Linked DNA regions of Zea mays: region 1 is linked to region 2. The links are chromatin contacts, called in public Hi-C maps. All regions are on one chromosome and are shown on one strand. Each heading gives the region's core, a stretch centred on a gene start, on an enhancer-like site or on the middle of the called end of the contact. The rest is flanking DNA. Distances are from core to core; before and after follow the strand shown. Region 1 has its middle 4.2 kb from the start of LOC118476668. Region 2 holds the start of LOC103650176 (Acyltransferase-like protein chloroplastic).

Region 1 (3,699 bases), core at 984-3,483, 190 kb after region 2:
CTTCCCATATTAGTGTTAGAGGGTTTAAGTCCATAATACCACAAATGTGGACATGTACACATGGAAATGGAAAGATAAGTATTACTCATGCCAACAATATTGGTATATTTTAATAGCATATGACCTTGCCTTTGCCTTGCATCCTAGAAAGTAGATAGTATGCATTTTAATTTTGCATCAAGTATTTGCTTGCTTTGTTCATGTTGTTAGCAATCACCAAAGAGGGGGTTCTATGGAAAATAGACCCTATGGCCCACTTAAGTTTGGTTTTGATGTTTGATGATCAATATGACCGTTTGGACTAACATTATTACTAGTGTCTTTCGAAACAATTCAAAGGATGCAAAGTGGACATGGACTTAAGAAACAATGTGATCCAACTCATTAACATGTCAAGCAAGACATTAGAAATAGTGATGAAGATCTTGAAGTACATGAAAAGGTAAAAAACAAAATGTGGAATCAAGCTAGATGCAAAGATTATAAAGGAAAAATAATAAGGGTTATAGGAGCATTGGACCAAGGTGTCGGACTAGACTTAGAGGGCATTGAAACATGGGCCTCAACAGACCCTAGCCTTAGCGTCAGCAGATGCATATTGGACCCTAAGTAGCATGGCGTCGAACTATATGCTACCACTATACTTTAGAGCAACCTCATTAAATCACACGACAATAGTTCCACTCTAGACCACAGTGTCTTAATCTGTTGGCTTCCATAATGGTTTTAGAGAGGGAGACTAGGCATATAATTTGTCTGCCTACACATTGAATCATATGCCATACAAGATCTATAAAGGTCGGTAACGACTAGTTCAACAACTAGTCATGGCAGTACCTGGTCCCGTGAGTGCATAGAATATGTGTACCTATTCCAACAACTATGGGGGATGCTATTTATACCGCCCTAGGCAAATAGAGTTTATATGAGTTTGCTAATGGCATAGGAGTGTTGAGTCACTTCACAAGTACTAGCCACCACGACAAATTAAAAGAAGATTAGGTGATTAGCAAAGTGGTTAGGCTAGTTATACCTCTTTATTTGTGCATGATCTATGTTTATACCTGGTGTTTATTGAGGTTTGCATATCTCTTATCTTGAGGTGCTTGTGCACACCATTGTTATACATCAAAGAGGCTTATAGTACTGCAAGACCACACCAAGCGCATTTTGTGATGTGGGTGCCATCATGTACCAAAGAGAATGGCGCTAGTAGTGGTTTGGTCAGAAACTCGGTAGTGGAGACAATAGAGAGCAATCCAAAAGAAGCCATCTTGGAGACCTAGTTGCTTGTAGGGAAGTCTTGAGGGCTATCCATGGAGTGATTATACTAGGAGCTTGGCCCTTGCGAGAGCATCCTTACGAGAGGCTCCAATAAGAACTAGATGAAAACTTGAGCAGTTCTCGATACATCAGTAAAAATATCAATGCCACAAAATGGGAGTTTGCATCTTTGGCACTATTTTTCTTTCACAATTATGTTGTGCTTCTTGGTTGTATGCTTTTATCTTCTTAATTAGCTTAGTTGATAGGATTGACACCTAGCTTGCATAATCCTTTACACATCTAGCAAAAAAATTAGTTACATATTTCAAAATTCTGGAATTCGAAATATTCAGCTCTATTAATTCCTCGTCGATGGCCTCCCACGATGGCGTATCTTGATTGGTTGTTCCAACGACATTCGGTGCTCTGTGTTTGGCTATGCTGTTGCAGCATAATTTGATTTCTTGAGCGGTTCAACTTCTTCTACATGTACTAACCTCGTCTCAGTATGTCGATGTTTTCACCAGGGAGCTGCGGACATCTACCTTCACAAATATAGATTAATTGCTCCCCTCTGTGTTTTGTACTCACCAATAATCATTATTAAGTAAAGCGTTGCGTGATTACCCTGCGCGCATTCAGAGTAATTAAGCTCGTGACCGAGCTGATGAGTTTTAAGATTTGTAATTTGTGTGCTTGTAGTTATGGCCCTATATATGCCGGTGTTGACACGGCAGAGAACCGAGAGCCGCACAACTTGGAATCCTCGGAAGACAGGACAAGCTCGTGATTTGTGTTTTTTTTTCGAGAGAGAAAAAATGCTGATGAAAAGAAAAAAGAGATATACAGGCTTAAAATGGGAAAGAGAACAAAATACACGCGAGCGTATCTCGAGGAGCCAACTCGTGGCGTGGGCCGCCGGCACTCCCTCAGGCCACCGCCGGCACTCCCTCAGGCCACCGACGGCAGGTCGGCAGCATTTTTTCCGTGCAGCGATTTGATGCACCGAATACCAACATGGGCACGATGGTGCACAGACTGCGGCCGGCGACGACGTACTTATTATAATAATAGATATAAACATGTATACAGAGATGATGACATACTCAAATCCAAGGCCATGTCGGCCGGCGAAACTCGGCACGTCGGCAAACGGGATCCACACATGCTTTCCAGTCATACTCTTTGGATAATTCGTGTGCGAACAACGGTTCGTGCGTGACATGTCAATGAAATGAAACAAAAGTGAAAGAAAAACGACAGGTGACACCGAGAAGGTTCTAGACCAAACGAGATTGCGTTGATTCGAACTTACCACTGCACCTTTAATTTCCTTCATCTGCGGACTGATGATGAATACACACGGGGAGTTCGTAGGGTTTTTTTTTTTAATAATAAAAAAATATCCGGCTTTATTTCCATAAATGAGAAATCAGATAAAAACTGTTACAACACACAAATAGTTAAAACAAAAGTTATCTTGAGCAGGTCTCATATTTCATCTTATCTCATCTTCTAGCTCAAAGTTCACTATATAATTATTGTTGTGTCTACGGTGCAAAATAGTATTTTTACATGATCAGCTAGACAATCTGCTGCGGAGACAGCCTCATAGGCCAAAAGCCATTAGCTTTCTTTTCATCGCTAGAGCACTAGCAACCCAAAAACCAGATAATTTATATGTTCACTACTTATGTCACCAACTAAATAAAGAAATGATGTAACATAAAAAGAATAAGTAGATAGTTTTTTACATAAGAAACTATGTCTCCGCATGACAGAGAGAAGACGTATGATTGTAAAGATATTTCATATAAACTACTCTCTCTTTTTTTCAAATTATAATTTATTTGACTTTTTACCCTAAGTTTGACTAGCTCGTCTTATTAAAAAAATATAATTATTGTTAATTTTATCGTGATATTGTTTAACATATATTAATATACTTTAAGTATGACTTTGAATTTTTCTTTATTTCACCAAAACATTGAATAAGAAGAGACGGTCAAACTTGATAAAAAATACAAAAGAATTATAAATTGGGACGGAGTGAATATAAGATAAAACGTAGTTTCTATATGAAGGGTCTATATAAATTGACATTTATAAAATTAACTGTGGTCTTCAGCATTAGACCTATATCTTATATGTAAACTTTCCATGTTTATCCCATATTGAAGCATAATTTTAAGGTCTAGTCTGGACCTGGTCGTTCTCATACTTGCTATGGTGCCACTTTATTGTATATGAATAGGACCGAGGTTCACAAATTGTTTCGATTAGCGTGAGTCCTTATTAATGCAATGTCTAAGAACTATCTTATCTTCGCATAGTTTTTTATATACAGTTACGTGTGCATCTATGCTTGAAGTGAATGATTTATTTATAATATTTATTACAAATTTAAATTTGTCTTGTTGTCTACCTATATTC
Region 2 (3,531 bases), core at 995-3,494:
GATGTCGACGTGCGTGACGCTAGGGGACTCCTCCCCCAATACAGTGGGCTCATCGTCGGAGACCGGCGCGTCCTCTACTCTTCCCTAGATGAAGTGGATGTCCGGGAAAAAAGAGCTTGGTGCGATGCTTCATGCTCCAACCATCCCTTTTGAGGGCGGAGTTTTCTCAGGAGTATGAAGATTACAAGTGAGCTTTGTGGGTGCTTAGGTGTTGTCGATGAGGGTGAGTATCGAGTGAGATGGGGTCCGTCCTCGGCCTTATATACACGACCAAAGAGTTATCCCTTTACAAGTTGTGATCACTATCCACTCTACTAATCTCCTCCTTTATCGCAGTTTGCGACCCTACATATTCGGATTTCGATCACCTTCTCAGTCGAGTCATCGTCGAATGTTTAGCTCCTAAGGTGTGCGCAACTGCATCACCCGAGATATCAATGCTTCTGTAGCATATAACTCGGACGCCGGTCTTCGTCTTCTTGTATCAAGTTCACACGACCTGATTATAACCTGCTGGCCCATCCTACAGGACAAACCATTGGGAAGCCCATTAGGCGGCCCATGATACGTTTTAGTGTTTGTGAGAACCCAGTGGATATCTATCCCCCACAAAATTCTCACCGAAATCGCGACGTGAGAGTTCCAAGCCACAACGTGAAGCGGCTCAGCTGCAAGCCCGACATCTGGCGAGCAATCCGTGACTAACCTACGCACTACTCAGCACAAGTTTGACACTACCCGAAGAGAGGGATGAGGCGACGCTAAGGAAGAAGGTGTCACCGAGGGCGGAGGTGGGGATCACGCTGGACCCAACGAGAGGCAGATTGCTGGTCCCGAAATCACCCAGACAAGTAATTGAGTAGCCTCCGGTCAGTCGCGCGCGTGGCAACCCACACCAAAATAATCCCTGGCCGAAGGTGGATCTTCACGACCACCCGTCGAAGCCAGGGCGGTGAAGACCGGGGCTAATCGTAGAGGCAGTGGTGGCAACCTAACTCGGTTCTCCCAAAATCACTACTTCTCCCCCGATGATGGAGATGGACTTGGTGCATTTGCGTGAGGAAGAACCGGAGGGGAGGTCACATTATTTATAGGCACATGAACATGGCATCCCCCAGCCAGGCGAATCCAGCTGGCCGCGCGTGATCCTCGGGATATCCCAACGACCTCGACACGGTTGTTGCGGGAAGACGACACCTGACATAGCGAGCCCACCGTAAGTCTCATGTGATCAGCTAATGCGGATGCATCACTAGCTATAGGCTGGGCCCCGCTTGGTGGTGAGCTATGTGGCTCACGCCGTGGGGCCACATGTCGGCGCAGGGGTTTAGTGCGGCCGGGCGCGGGCTGCGTGATGAGGGGTCACTGGGCCGACGGGCAGAATTCGGCCCAGACGGTGTTTACCTCTTCTCTTTTTTTCCTTTTGTTGTCTTATTTCTGATTCCTTTTTTAAATTCAAATTACTAATTCGATTCTATTTTGAATTTCAAATTCCAACTTGAATGCTCAAACAAAATACCAGCATGTATGCACATATTTTAAACATATTTATTAATTATTTTATTGTTAGGAAAATGTTTAAATATCCTAAAAGGTGAGGAATCCCCGATTAAGAAACATTTTGAATTATAAATCTTTTGAAAAAAATCTTTAAATCACTTTTATTTAATAGAGAGCATGCTTCACAAGTAGAACATAGACTTAAGAAGTTAAGATACAATCTAGTTTTTTTTTCCTAGAACTAGCTAATACTTTAAACCATATTTTAAGGATTTACAGTATTAGTCTTAAATTATAAAAAAGGTTGGAAACATCGTCAGGTATTCATGACATTAGAAGACTTTGAACCAAAAAATATATTTTAAGTTATGTTGATGCTTAGCTGGACGATGTTATATTAGTGTGTTTAATGTTATGAAAAATGTCGTGAGTTGTAAAATATGAAGTGATTGTGAGCTCTAAGTTGTGAACTATAAAGTGATGATTGTTATGAACTATGTTTGTTTTATACTGTATGCATGTTATCAACTAAATTTTAGCACTTTAGGATCGGAATCACATCTCTATAGATCCCGCTGGCTCATTTTGATGTCATAAATTATATAATAATAATATATATATTACTATTATTAAAAAAATAAGACATGGCTCTGTCTGGAACGCTTGCCAACCTACGTGCCCCACGGCAAACCACAATCATTCACGTGCACCCAGTATAAAACAATTGTGTGTTTTTTAATCAATCGTCCACTGCCTGCTCCCTACGCAGCTACGCTTTACTCCCTTCCCCTGCTTCGTCCTCGTTTCTCCTCGAACCCACCCAGCAGCGCCTTCTTCCTTCTTCCCGCCCAACCTCGGCCATGCCCGTAGCGGCGCTCCGTCCTCCCCCGGTCGCTGTCGGCGCGGGACGCCGCAGCGCCCGACTCCAGGCGCGGTTCGCCCTCCGCGCGAGCTCCCTCGAGGCGTCGGCGGCAGTGACGGTGACAGTGAACGGGTCTGCAGAGGCCGCGGTGGAGAGGAAGGAGAAGGTGCAGGAGGATAAGGACAACGAGGGACTGCCGGTGAAGGAGGAGCAGGAGAGGGGGCTGGAGGTCCTCTACGACGACGGCTTCGGCTCCGTGACCGTCAAGGACTACTTCGCGGCGGCCAAGGTCCTGTGCCGGGACGACGGTGGGCCGCCGCGCTGGTTCTCTCCCGTCGAGTGCGGCCACCCGGCCGTGGACCAAGCGCCGCTGCTGCTCTTCTTGCCAGGTGCGTGCGTTTCTTCAGCTCACCAAAATCAATCATCCCAATGCTTGTCTTTGAAGAGGTGCTGGAGGTGCTGGGCAAACGGAGGAATCATTCTGGTTTGGTTTCCTTTCTGTTTCTGTACATGCCTAGTGATCCACAGCGAATTGACAACACTATATGCAGGAATGGATGGCGTCGGCACGGGACTCATCCTGCACCACAAGTCTTTGGGCAAGTGAGTCCTTTTTCTTCTTCCTCTTCTCCTTTTTCTGTATTAATTAATATTTTTATTGCCGTTTATTGTTAATAAAAGGATTAGACAGTCCCGAGCGAAATTTATTCACAATAAATCCACCTTTTCTTTAAAGAAAACTTTTTTCACTCTTTCTTCCTGCAAACTTCATTGAAAAATTACTGAACGATTAACGGTAGCTTTTCTTTGCTTATGTTTCGACATGAGCTACACAAGCTTCTGCTAGTATTGGTTGGTTGGTTGGGCCATGTCACTGACTCACTCACTGGTAGTGGTAGTAGAGTGTCCAGCTTTATTCCTAGTCAAGCATAAAAGACTGCCTTCTTTCTGATTAGTCCAGCTTCTTTGTCAACAGAGCTATGGAAAGAAAAAAGATGACCACTAACTAACCCACAAGATGTTGATGCATTCTTTTTGGCATCTTTTCTAATAACGCTAAACCCACCCATGTGACACAAGTGCTCTTCCCCTTTTTCGTCCCTTCTTGTTTTGTCTTCACTCTCGTGTCACAGCATCTACTGGGAGTAGGAGCCTCTACATCATCAGCA

The links. A called contact is a pair of places that touch in the nucleus more often than the background predicts.
Region 1: a contact with region 2 is called in a Hi-C map of leaf, with 5 times the contacts expected there. The contact joins the enhancer-like site here to the promoter of LOC103650176 in region 2. A contact is called at or near these places in 2 of 25 Hi-C or Micro-C datasets (ear and leaf).

The regions. Positions count from the first base shown.
Region 1 is chr3:68,574,223-68,577,921 of Zm-B73-REFERENCE-NAM-5.0, forward strand. No RefSeq gene overlaps it. Among protein-coding and RNA genes, the nearest start is that of LOC118476668, 4.2 kb to the right of the region's middle. Within about 2 kb of position 2,234, at least 5 of the 20 cell types and tissues checked have an H3K27ac peak or open chromatin away from gene starts, as enhancers often do. A contact at or near this core is called in leaf, where this site is marked.
Region 2 is chr3:68,380,182-68,383,712 of Zm-B73-REFERENCE-NAM-5.0, forward strand. It overlaps LOC103650176 (Acyltransferase-like protein chloroplastic), which reads left to right and starts at 2,245. Exons shown (of 13, transcript XM_008675815.4): 1 at 2,245-2,751; 2 at 2,914-2,965. The coding sequence starts at 2,361.